Regions from separate parts of the Gossypium raimondii genome. Here regions 1 and 2 are each linked to region 3. The links are chromatin contacts, called in public Hi-C maps. All regions are on one chromosome and are shown on one strand. Each heading gives the region's core, a stretch centred on a gene start, on an enhancer-like site or on the middle of the called end of the contact. The rest is flanking DNA. Distances are from core to core; before and after follow the strand shown.

What was found. Hi-C and Micro-C count contacts between places; a contact is called where the count stands out from the background.
Region 1: a Hi-C map of leaf shows a contact between it and region 3, with 2.3 times the contacts expected there. The contact joins the promoter of LOC105794724 here to the promoter of LOC105794733 in region 3. A contact is called at or near these places in 2 of 2 Hi-C or Micro-C datasets (both in leaf).
Region 2: a contact with region 3 is called in a Hi-C map of leaf, with 1.9 times the contacts expected there. The contact joins the enhancer-like site here to the promoter of LOC105794733 in region 3. A contact is called at or near these places in 2 of 2 Hi-C or Micro-C datasets (both in leaf).

The regions. Positions count from the first base shown.
Region 1 is chr3:53,915,706-53,919,763 of ASM2569854v1, forward strand. LOC105794724 (exocyst complex component EXO84A) reads right to left here and starts at 2,040. Exons shown (of 8, transcript XM_012624023.2): 1 at 1,719-2,040; 2 at 1,364-1,461; 3 at 1-907. The coding sequence starts at 1,847.
Region 2 is chr3:54,215,093-54,219,552 of ASM2569854v1, forward strand. No RefSeq gene overlaps it. Among protein-coding and RNA genes, the nearest start is that of LOC105794737, 21 kb to the left of the region's middle. Within about 2 kb of position 2,274, the one cell type or tissue checked has open chromatin away from gene starts, as enhancers often do. A contact at or near this core is called in leaf, where this site is marked.
Region 3 is chr3:54,081,622-54,085,857 of ASM2569854v1, forward strand. LOC105794733 reads left to right here and starts at 1,418. Exons shown (of 2, transcript XM_012624036.2): 1 at 1,418-2,029; 2 at 3,308-4,108. The coding sequence starts at 1,608. The coding sequence ends at 3,749.

The DNA of each region.
Region 1 (4,058 bases), core at 790-3,289, 170 kb before region 3:
TGCAGCAGTGCTATGTTCAATTCTTTTTAAGGTGGCACTGAATGCTAATTCGACACACGGCCTAAAATGCCTCATTAAGATAGGGGAAAGGGCCAATCCACGAGATTCTAACAAAGCACAATGGCCGAGGCATATCTGAACACATTCTGTGGCAACTCTTAGACCCCCAGCAGCTGCTGATGAAGCAAGAACATGTCTCTTTAAGAGAAGTGCAAATGCCTCAGTTTGCTTGACAGCCCAAGTTACAAGTTCAGACGAATAGGCAGGCTCCTCGCCAAAAACTGCTAAGGAATCACTAGCTGCTTGTGCAATGGTTGAAAATACAAGCTGCGAAAGAGATGAAGTAGTTGCTCCTCCGTAAGAATTGGTTGAAGGACGAAGAACCTGCAGACCCCGCTGCAGCCTCTGCTGGTGAGAGTTGAGTAGCAATGTATGAGCACGAGGACCATCCCCAAGATTTTTAATGGATGAAACAGCTGAACGGAGCTCAGCCCCTCGTGTGAAAGGCTGGCAAGTTGTCTCTGCAAGCTGATCAACTAGTTTTTGTCTCAGCAAAGTGAGGGCATTCTTCAATCTTAGGAGTGCATCTGGACTTAAGCTCTGTTTAGTCTTATCTTCTTGTGCTACTTGTTCCCCTTCGTCCAATGCAGCCATAGCTTCATCCACTCTCTTTTCCGCCAATAGAACTTCAAGGTTTTCCTCAAATTTGATAAACCACTTCTCAGTTTTATTAAGCTTTGTACTTTTAACACCAGATACTTTCTCCTCTTCCAATTCGTAAGCACCAGTTGTCAAGGAATCAAGGATGGTAACTTCAGCTAAACCATGAACTAAAGCTGCCTGAGTAGAAAGATGATTCCTCATTGAAAGCAGCTCCCCCTCTAGAATTGTAATCTCCTTGGATGTACTTCAAACGCAAACAATGCTATGACTTGAGATGCAAAGTCAAGTTACATCCTGAGTAGTTCTAAGCTTCTGCTATTCATTTTCTTACAAACAGCCAACATAGGGGCCTCCTCTAATCTATCTACTGTCGCCCAACTACTGATCACCGGGAAATATCATTATGTTGCTTCTTTTTCAATCATTCAAAATTCATTAAAGCTTAGACAACTTCCCAGTAACCTTAGACGGTAACAATGAAATGGAAGGGCTGAAAATATACAATAACATGTTGACAACTGAGAAACCCGAAACACAATAAACATTTTAAAAGCTGCTTTGATTATTTTATTCCCCTTTAAACATAAAAAATTAAATGTTAGACACATATAGATATCCGACGCTCATACTTAAGGATGCTTAGAGAGAGAATAACAAAAACCTTAATATATAGAATGAAAGGAAAAGATCAAGGAATTACCGTATAAAGGCAGTGTAATTAGCGTAAACACTTTTACGCATTTCCTCTGCAGACGCCTTCCGTAATTCTAACAAGTTTGAGCAAGCATGCTTTATCTCCTGCGATAAAAAAAACAATCTACCAAATTCAATGTCTCCACCATTACCAATATTATGAAATTAATTTATACCGTCTTGTTATAATAACAGAGCAAATCATTTTTCCCCATTTGATCGCACAAATCATTATGACTGACATATATAGTCGTTGTTATCTATGTATAAGATGATTTGACAATTGACATATATGTGATGTGCATTGATGAATGATAGGAAGCGGTAAAGGGCTAAAGAGAATAGAAAACAAAGGAAGAGACCTTCTCGGTCATGTTGTTGCATTTGGATTGGAGATAAGCCTCGGGGTTGAACTGCGATGATTTGAACTGCTTCAAGCGATCGCTGAGAGTGAGGTTACTCTCAAGCTCCGATACATCACCTATGCTCATTTTTGTTTCGTATAATCTGAACCCAAATGTTACAAGCGGAAACCCAAAATCACCATTAAGCGATCATAAGATATAAAATCAAATTAAAAAAAAAAAAAAAAGGGAAGAGGCTTAGATGAACAAAGAGCTTAAATTGGGAGGCAGAGTCGGGCATGTTTTGCTCTTATTGGATTACAACGAAGAACTCGCTTTGTTAGTTTCAGATTTATTTTAGCCGTTATTTCTTTACTTTATTTATTTATGTATTTCGTCTTGAGCTTTACTTAAAATTCTTCCGTTGATCTTTTCATTTTTTATCATTTAATTTTACCATTTTAATTAAAATCATATTTTTATACATTTAAATTTAAATTCTTTAAAAAATTAAGTTTCTCATATGATAACTTTTTAACTATGTTAATTAGATTTAATTAATGTATATGACACCAACTCAATCACAAATATAAATATCAATATATATTAGAGGAAAAGAAGATAATAAAATTTAAACTTATGCTAAAAAATAATTTTGGCATAAATTTATAAATTTTAGCATTGAGTAATCTTTGCATGTTAACAATATTATTATAACTACAAAAGTAACAAAACATACGCATTGAAATTAGATATATTTAGTGGCGGAGTTCACTCCAAATAATTACTCTATAAAAATAATATAAATAGTAAATTGAGTTATTAACCCACAAAATTTAAAATTATTAAATATCTATTTTTTTCCTTATTTTTCTTTAAAAGAGGTTTTAAATACATATACTCTAAAATTTATGCAGTGCACCTTGAAATTTAGTCACGTTTTCTATAAAGTTTATTGAATGAAATTACAAAATTTTAAATTGAATTAGATCGATAAAATGAATTTTGACAACTTTGATTAACTTAAAAGTTTTGGGTCAATTAAATCGATCCCTCATGGTTATATTTAAATTAAATGCATACTTGTTTAAATTTTTAAAAGATTCAAAAAACAATCAAGGATGGATTCGTAACAACTGCATTTATCTTTTGTTGTAATTTCCACTATATTATAACTTTTACAAATAGGTTCAATAATCAGTGAACAATTATCTTTCCTTTTTTCCCCGCTGTTTAATAGTATCAAGATTAAATTACTTCTAACACAATATTGCAAGGACCAGTTGAGTATTTAATCCATTACTTTTTAATTATTTTAAAAAATAATTTGAGAGGATGAGAAAAACGGCAAGGTTTTGGCCACAAATCTTTCCTTTCTGTCTTTGTTCCACTAAGATGCCAACTAGAGCTGATCATGGGCCGGGCGGCCCGCCCGAAATATGAGAGAGTTTGGGTAAAAATTTAGACCCAAAATATGGGCTTGGGAAAAAAACGAGGCCCGATTAAAAAACCGGTCGGGCCTCGGGCACCACTTTTTTGGCCCGGGCCGGGTCGGGCTTATGAATTTTTCCCAGGCCGGGCCTGGACAAAATTCTAGGCTCATATTTCAGGCCGAGCCCGGGCCTAGAACTCAGGCAGAAATTTTTTCTGAGCCTGATCCGGCCCGGCCCAGCCCATGAACACCTCAAATGCCAACCACGCACTTGCAACACCCCTTTCTCCTTTTTATTAGTGGTTGTTGAATGAAAATTTAAATTTCAAAAAAGAAAAAAAAGGACAAAAAGACATTTCCAACGATTATAAACTCCACCTACCAAACCCAAGTGCCAAAAGCTCCCTCTCCTCTCCATTTCTAATTATTAATGGCTTTTAGCTATACTACTTCACATTCAGTTTTATGGGTTTTCTCTCTTTTATACAACTCATGTTTTAAAGAACCAATTCCCAAAATGCTAAGAATTACAGATTTTATTGGATTTAAATCCTATTTTTGAATGCTGAAAACACCTATCCCACTCCTACAACATGGAATCAACCACTCCTTTGCTATATTATTTTTAATTTTTACCATTTTTTTTCATGATTCATGATGATATATAATTTCATACAATTTGTGTCACTACAATTAATTAATTACCAAAAACTTTTTTATAAAATAATAAATAAAATTATTTTTATCATTTTAAATCATATAAAATCTAAAACATGTATTTACTGCCATTCAATTCCAACATACCATAATTTACAATCTTTTCATTTAATTATTTAACTTATTGTTTTATAAATTTATTTGAAAGAATTTTAAATGGTATTGAGTTGTTTTTTATGTATTCCCTCATATAAGTTAATTACTGTGTA
Region 2 (4,460 bases), core at 1,024-3,523, 130 kb after region 3:
CTTGTTATACGAGGTGTTAAGATAGTGGATTATCTCTTTGAGCAAGACCCTGTAGACATAAGGAAACCTAACTGCGTAAATATATCGAATGTTCTTTTTTCTTTCTTTTTTTTTTTTCCTGTTTTGTTCTTCACCAATGCCTAAAGCATTTGGCATTCTGGTATTGCTCAGCTTACTTACAATTATTGTTTCAAATCTTTCAATTAGAAATTCATTTAAAATTGCCTAAAGTTCTAAAGGTTCAATGATGAATTTAGGCAATAAAAAAAACTTATTTTATTAAGTTTTCAATGATGAATTTTGCACCTTATAGTTTTCTCCCATGGTCAAGCTTAATACATTCAAAGAGGGAAACCATTAATAATAAAAAATTTGTAGTCTCTATAAGCATTAAACTATCAAAAGTTTAGATCATATTATTTAGAACATTGTTCTTAAAGAAGTGAAACCTAACGTTGTTTAAAAGGTCCATCAGCTTGCGGTGAAAAGAATAACGATTTTTTTTTTTAATATTACCAGAAGAAGAATTTGGAAAAATTTCCAATAAAAACTAGGGTTGTAAAACTAAATTAAAAGATTGTCGAATATGAGATTGTTGGAAGTCAAAAGGAAAGATGATGGAGAGCAATTGACTAACGGTGGAATGTAACAATTCACACCCATTTATAATTTTTACGAGAAAGGTAAAATGCCATGGGAAATGAAGAAAAGAAAAGCAAATTTAAATAGAGGAAGTACATGTAAATTTTGAGCAAAGAAAAATCAATGCTTGCAAGAGAATTAAAAAGAAAATGTAAATCAAAGCAAACACCAATTTCAAGCAATTAAACTTAAAAGAGAAAGGGAGAGAGAAAGCTAGACATACAACCAGATGAAGTGTGAGATCGAAACAGAGAAAAAAAATTGCAGCTTTGCGAGTGAAATTAAACTTTTCAAGAAAAAATATTTGTTGGTTGTAGACAAAATTTGAAATGGAATGATATGCGTGGGTTAGGGAAGAAGATGGTAAAAAAATAGGGGCAATAGTGGATAATATAGTTTTTCTCCATTCTTTATGCATTGAATTAAAAATTTAAATGAGAAATCAAATGATAGACATTCAACACTTAGATAGAATAGAGGGATAAATAGAATGACTCATAATAGTTTAGGTTCTGAACCTAGGCCCCGAATTAGATATGGTCATATTGTTTATTACAATGAGAGACCAAATGAAGGACATTCGATGCTAAGATGGAATGGAGGACTAAATGGGGTGGCTCATAATAATTTATGTTATGAACTAAACTCATATTTTTTTATTGGCCCGAATTAAGTATGAATACATGGTTTATGACAATGAGAAGTCAAATGATGGACATGTGAGTTCAGATGGAATTGAGGGCTAAATGGAGTGGCTCATAACAGTTTATGTTATGAGCCAAGCACATGTGTTTTGGTTGGCCCGAACTAAGTTTGAATACATGGTTCATTACATTGAACTAAACATGGTACAAAGTTCTCAAGACCTCGAGCTCTTTATTTAATTGAAGGCTTATTCATTTATTTATTTTATATAATCATCTGAATATGTTATAATATAATGTAAACTCATTGATGTCACTGCTCTTTAAAAATATTTTAAAATTAAAATGAATAATATAGTAGATAATAATTTCTATTATTCTATGTTTGAATTTAATTGTTATGCATCAAGTAACATCAACTTTGATAGTAAAAGCAATCATAATATTAGAAATAAAAAGTAAAATTTTGTTTAAAATTATGTTTCAGTCCCTTAACTTTTAAATGTTACGTAATAGTTATTAATCTAATTAAATTGTTACATTTTGGTCATTCATTGTTAACTTTTTTAAGAGGATGACATGCTAATTCAAAGGGTTAATAATAAATTTGACCCTAAACTATAGCTAAATTTTTAATATTATTTAAAATTAAATAAAAATATTAAAATTATAAAACAATTAGAAATTTATAAAAAATAAAAATTCTAAATATATTATAAAAATTATAATCAAGTATGTTCTATTTATTTATTTAGCAATAAATCTGTAAGTTTCTTTTTTCAGTGAAGTCCAAGTAACACAAACTAATAGGATACACATAGGCCTAATAGGATAGAAAAGAAATTAATTTTGTTTGGTTAACTTAACATGGAATATTAAGAAGGAGAAATGTTTAATTAAAAGAAAAACAGCTACACATCATCTTATGTTGTTTCTTCTACTTGAAAAGTCGAAAGAGCAGGAGGAGCTTGGGCTAAGCCTAGTCTTGCTAAAGGCCCAAAAATTAAATTATTGATAGCCTTATAATTAAGCATTTCATTTTTGGCCCATTTCCATTCAAGAAAACGATCATTTGTAAGTCCATTTCAAATGGATTAATTTGTCAATAATAAGTAATATTATGGTAGGAAATTTCTAAGGCTCCAGCTTTCCATGAACCATACGGTTAGAGGAATGGTAAAGTACAATCAAACCATTACAATATGATCGGACTAAAAACTAGTACAATTCAGACTAAAGTCAATAAACTGAACTAGTTGAACTAAACTCAGACGCATAAAATTGCAAACGATGAGTCTCGAACCTAGGTACTAAAGGCCTAGGACCTTCACCTTTTCCAACTAAAACAAGGACTTATTAGCTTATAAAAATATTTTAAAATATAAATATTATAATTATTTATATAATTTGATTACATAACTATGATGGGCTGCCCTTGTGGCATGTCTTAATAGGACTCTCAATGAAAAATTATGAAGAACGTTCTTTTAGACGTACCATGATGTGGCCTTCATGGCTCATTCTAATAGATTTTTTCTGGTGGCAAATTCTGTTTAGCTCTTGAATGAAATTAGAGGAATTAGTAAGGACTATATATATATATATATATATATATATATGGACTATATGGTAAAGTATTATACAAGACTAAGACTTGGTCGGTAATAATGAATTGAAGAGATATAGAGAAGTAATGAGTTAGTATTGAAAATGTATTCTTATTAAGGACATAATTTATATGTTCAAAACTGATATCTGTGATCTGTGTATGTGCTTCTTCTTGAATCGTGATGAGGGGATGGCTTAGTGGTTGAAGAATGTAAATGGTGTCTAGTCCTATTGGGAAAGGCATGTTTGCTCCTGTTGGGGTGGTTACTCGCCAAATCGTTGGCAATAAAATGTTCAATCAGCTTAAAGGAAAAGAAATCACTTTGCACTCTCAAGTACATGATATATTTTACATGTATTAAGAAAAGGCTTAAATTTAAGTCCGTAAAATTTAACCATTTTAGATCAATAATATTATCTTAAAAATTAAATTTTGTCATTTCGTAAATATTGAGTGATAAATTCATTAAATTTTTAGAATTCAAACTAAAATGATAAATTTTGTAAACATTAAGAGCTAAATTTGTTGTTTTTTATATTTAAGATCTAATTGATAGAATGTGTAAATATTAGAGGGTTAAATTTATTATTAGACCAATAAAAAAACCCACGTCAACACTTCTATCAAATTTCAAATGGCTTTTATTGCTTGGTGACCAAAAAAATTGATTTCAAATAGTTTAATGACTAAATTGAAAAAATTAAAGTTTAGTGACCAAAATAGAACGCAAGCAATATTTTAGTGACCATTTTTGTACTTTACCCTTATTTTTTTTAACGTCATGGGCCAATTTGGGGAACAAAGGATAGTTTGAGGGTGCATTTGTTTTATGGAAAATGACTTACGGAAAATGTTTTCTGCATTTTTCAATGTTTGTTTCATGAAAAACAACTTGGTTAACGGAAAATAAGTCTATTTTCTTGTAAATTAACTTACTATTTTGAAAAGCGCAAGTCATTTTTCGAAAATGAGCTCTTTTATGAATAATTTATCTTTATATAAAAATTAACTTGAATCAAATCTAATATTATTATATTAATAATCAATTTTATTTTTATTTTAAAATATTTAAAAATATTAAAATAATAAAATATTAATATCAAATATTGTAATGTGCAATATTCTTAAACATGCATATTTAATTATTTATATTTAAGAATATAATTTATTATTTTAATAAATTATTTAATATTACAATTTTATTTTAATAAAAATTAACAATAATAATTTTAAATAATATTCTAAATATATTATTAAAAATATTTATATTAATATTTTAATAATAAATATATATTACAATTTATAAATATTTAATAATAAATGTTTTCTGATATAAGATATGAAAAAATTTGAGCGAAAAATATGAATATTTTAAAATATATATTACAATTTTATATTTGTCCTTACAACTCAAATTTGTGACTCTCCACTTTCATATGTGTAATATATATAATTTAAATTAGGTTTTAATTAAGGATTATTTATTATTAAGTTTACATATGATATTAATTATTACTATAATATTTTGTAAAAGAAATATTTATGTTGTGTTTGTTTTATTAAGA
Region 3 (4,236 bases), core at 168-2,667:
ATATTGTTGAAAGCTTGGCTTTGTTTATAGATGAAAATATGATTACACAAATGTATGTGGGTTATTGCAAATTTTGAAATTAAATCCATGGATTTTCCTTCAAAATGAATATGTTTGCTTTTGTGTGCTCTTGCTTTCGTTTATGGTTTTTTAAATAAAATAACAAAATAAATAAGATTTTGCCTTACGTCTCAAAATTTAACTACTACATTTCATTTTTCCTTTTCCACTAGTATATATTTCTCGCACATTGTTGATTTTAAAGGGGGTTAAATTCTCTATTTATATTTTTGGATGTGACGTCTTAAGTAGGCTCTCATGCATGTCAATTCTAAGGTGGGGGTTTACTTGCAAGATGATTATGCGAACTATGTAAGCTAGTCGAGTAACCGGATAGCGGATTAATAATAACGAATATCATAACATAGATATAGATTTAAAATCTACTTAGAATCCGAAATTGAAAAACTGAATATTTTTCACACCAATTAAGAAAAAAAAAGTTCTGTTCGTTGAAATAAAAGAAATTTATTTAATTAATAATTTGTTCGTATTAATTTAATTTACAGGTAGGGTTAAAGTGTGATAGTATTGAAGACTCTTAAAATTGCAACTTCAAGTAGACTTAATGTAAATAAAATAAAATTAGTATTATTTAGAATAAAGTTAAATAATTTTTAATAAAAAATTTTGGTGTTGAACATCAACATCTTATTGTGCTGAACTTGCTGCTGCTGCTGCTCCTCCTTTAATATTGACCATATCTTCATTTACTGCCTGAATAGATATTAAGATTGGTGACAGAAAATTTCAGTATTTTGCATCAAAACTTAATTTCAAAAAATATCTTCAACTTCTCCCTTTTTTCTTTCATCAATGGATACTTTCCATATGGAAGAATTTAGATGACATGGTTAGGAGGGATAATGACGAATTTCAAATATGGTTTACAAAATCAAATTTTAATTACATTTAACACGTTATTTTTTATTTTGTATTTAAAAGATTGAATTATGTTATCAATCCTTCTTATAAATTATGGTTGGTTATTATTAACTAATTTAGTCATACCTACAATGCTATATCACTTGTCATTTTTAAATAATATTTATGAGAAGATCATGCCATTTTAGTTAATAGATTCAACAACCACCATTTGTGCTAAGATGAAAATTTCAAAATTCAAAAAAATCAGACCCAAAACAAGGATTAAATGTATAGGGACTAAGAATTCAAAATTTGAAAAAGTGAAGTGAATAAAATTGAGGAAATTAGGGTATAGAGAGTAAATGTATAGCTTATATGGACTAAACGTTGGAATTGACATATTTAGAAAAAAATGTGTGGAGTACAGTGTAATGCATAAACGTGGCAAAACGGTATTGGCAATAAATAAATAGAAGCAAGGAAACGCGTATGGAAGTGTGAAGGAAATCAAGAAGCGTGATTACAGCGGCTCCTGCTATCTCGATTTCTACTTCGTTTACACGCCCCACTCCCCTTTTCTTCTTTCCTTTTATTTACTCTTCCCATAACATTACATTCCCCTTTAGCATTCAAACCCAGAAAACTGAAAACCTTTTCTTTCTCCCCTAAGAGAGCTCAAAATGGGAGTTGACTACTATAACATTCTCAAAGTTAGCCGTAACGCGACGGACGACGACCTCCGGAAGTCCTACAAGCGCCTTGCCAGGAAGTGGCACCCCGACAAGAACCTTGTCAACAACAAAGAAGCCGAGGCTAAATGCAAGCAAATTTTTGAAGCCTACAACGTCCTCAGCGACCCGCTAAAGCGTCAGATCTATGATCTTCACGGTGAACAAGGCCTCAACTCCGCTGAATCATCCAGCCCCAATGGGTTTAGCGCCGGCGGCGTCGGTGGTATGGCCGACAAGTTCGACCAGAGGAATGGCCAAGGGTACAAGAAGGCGTCGCCGGTTGAAACCCAGTTGCTTTGTAGTTTGGAGGAGCTTTATAAAGGTGGTAGGCGAAGAATGCGAATTTGGCGCTCTATTCCCGGTGAATTTGGGTCAGTACATGCATTATTATTATTATTATCATTATTATCATTTTTTCAATGTGAGTTTATTGTTTCATGATGAAAGTTTTAAACCCTTCCTATTGTGAATCTGAATTTTGGGGAAGAAGCAATCTTGGAATGGGTGTTGATTGTTCTTCATTCTTTTGATAAGGAAAATTCCTGAGTGATAATTGAAGGGATTTTTCCTTTTCTGTTAAACTACTTTTGAATTTAGAGTTGCAGAGAAATTATGCATGTTGAAAGATGATTTTTGAAAGGAATTGATGGGTTTTTGGTTTTTGTTTATAGAATTCTGGGATTTTTTTGTTTGTCATTTCTGTTTCTCGGCTTTAGAGAGAAAAGTTGATGAAACCCATCATTAATTATCCAAATCACTTTTGGATCAGTTAGCATCTTGTGCATCCTCTGTAAATTGATGGTAGTTTGGGATCTCCTCAATTGCTAAGCTTTACATGGGTACAGTTCAAGTTATTCGTTTTCCAGTTCTAATAAAAAATTGCATTGAGAACATAAATTGATAGTTACAGAATTTGATTCCTAAAATAGATCAGTTGAGTGCTTAAGAAATTGCCCTCACGAACTCGGATTTTTCTTTTCTGATGTTAGCATGTTAATACGCTGGAAGTGGTTGCTGCTAGTGCTAATCACATGTCAATGATTAGAGAATGAATGTTAGGTGTTGGCGTTACTTCTTTGGTAAAGATTTTCAGTCTTAAAATATTAAGCCAGTTTGTTTGTTGTTTGCCAATTTAGTTTCGTTTGTTCTCACCCTACCATCATTTTTCTAAACAATTGAATCACTCGAACCCAACTATATCTTTTGTGTTAATCAGGAAGACGAGCATGCTATTGTGATGAGCAGGGCCAGAACTTCAAAACTCTACTTGTTACTTTTGTTGTCGACATACCTTTATAGGCTGATAGAGTCTCTCTTTCGTTGAAAAGCGACCCTTCTCTTTTACTTGTATGCTGAGCACACGTTTTTATCAATACTAGCTGCTTTTATGAAATTTTACTTGTTTATCCTGTATGTTTGTTTATATATTTAAGTTTTTTGGGGTTGAAAGCAAGTTGCTTCTTCTTTTTGTGTGACTCGAATTCAGTCATTTTGTGTCTAAGGTGTGACCAATGAAGTCAAATAGTTGTGATTTGTTTTCCTTTTTCTTCTTCACTTGCATTGTTTTCAACACTTGAACTATCTATTGGTGTGATTGTTGTTTTCTTGCTTTTCTGAATCGTTTTCCTTTTTTCCGATCTCTCTTGCAGTAAGCTGAAGACGGTGGAAGAAATATTGAAAATAGATATAAAGCCTGGGTGGAAAAAGGGCACAAAAATAACTTTCCCTGAGAAAGGAAACCAGGAACCGGGTTTCACTCCATCCGATCTTATCTTTGTGGTAGATGAGAAACCCCATGCTATTTTCAAACGGGATGGGAATGATCTGATTGCCACTCTGAAAATCTCTCTACTCGAGGCCCTCACAGGGACCATCCTCAGTTTGACAACCTTGGATGGAAGGACCCTCCCGATCTCGGTCACAGATATCGTGAACCCAGGTCATGAAGTGGTTATCCCGAACGAGGGGATGCCGATCTCAAAAGAACCCAGCAAGAGGGGACACCTCAAAATCCAGTTCGACATCATCTTTCCATCGAAGCTCAGTGCAGAGCAGAAGTGTGATCTGAGGAGGGCATTGAGGCAGAGGTGATAAATAGTGAAATAGTACATGTCCATGGCCGAGATGGATATTGATTGTGAAGTGAAATGTAAATAAGGTTTAATTTTTTTTGTGGACCAGTGAAGACTAAAGGTTGTGCATAAGTAGGAAACTAAGTTTGAAGAGTTACAAAGAGTGTCTACTTTTATTCTAATTGGAAATTTATATACAATTGTATTTAGGAGTAGTTTGGTTTAGGGAAAGACCTTTTGTGTTTTGCTATATATCCTGGAAACGATCAATCTAGTGTGGATGTAGTTTTGCAAAATATTGGGCTTAATGTAATCTGTTTATAGAAAAATTCATCCCAAATCTGAATCAAATTTGATCTTAAGCTCTAGTTCTTAATATTTATGTTTCCCTGCTTTCTTCTCTCTTTTCTCTAATATTATATGGTAAAAAAAGTGTTTATTACCAACTCGTTTTTGGTTGAATCACCAAAAAAATTTAAAAATGGTAGTGACCTAATTATCAGCAA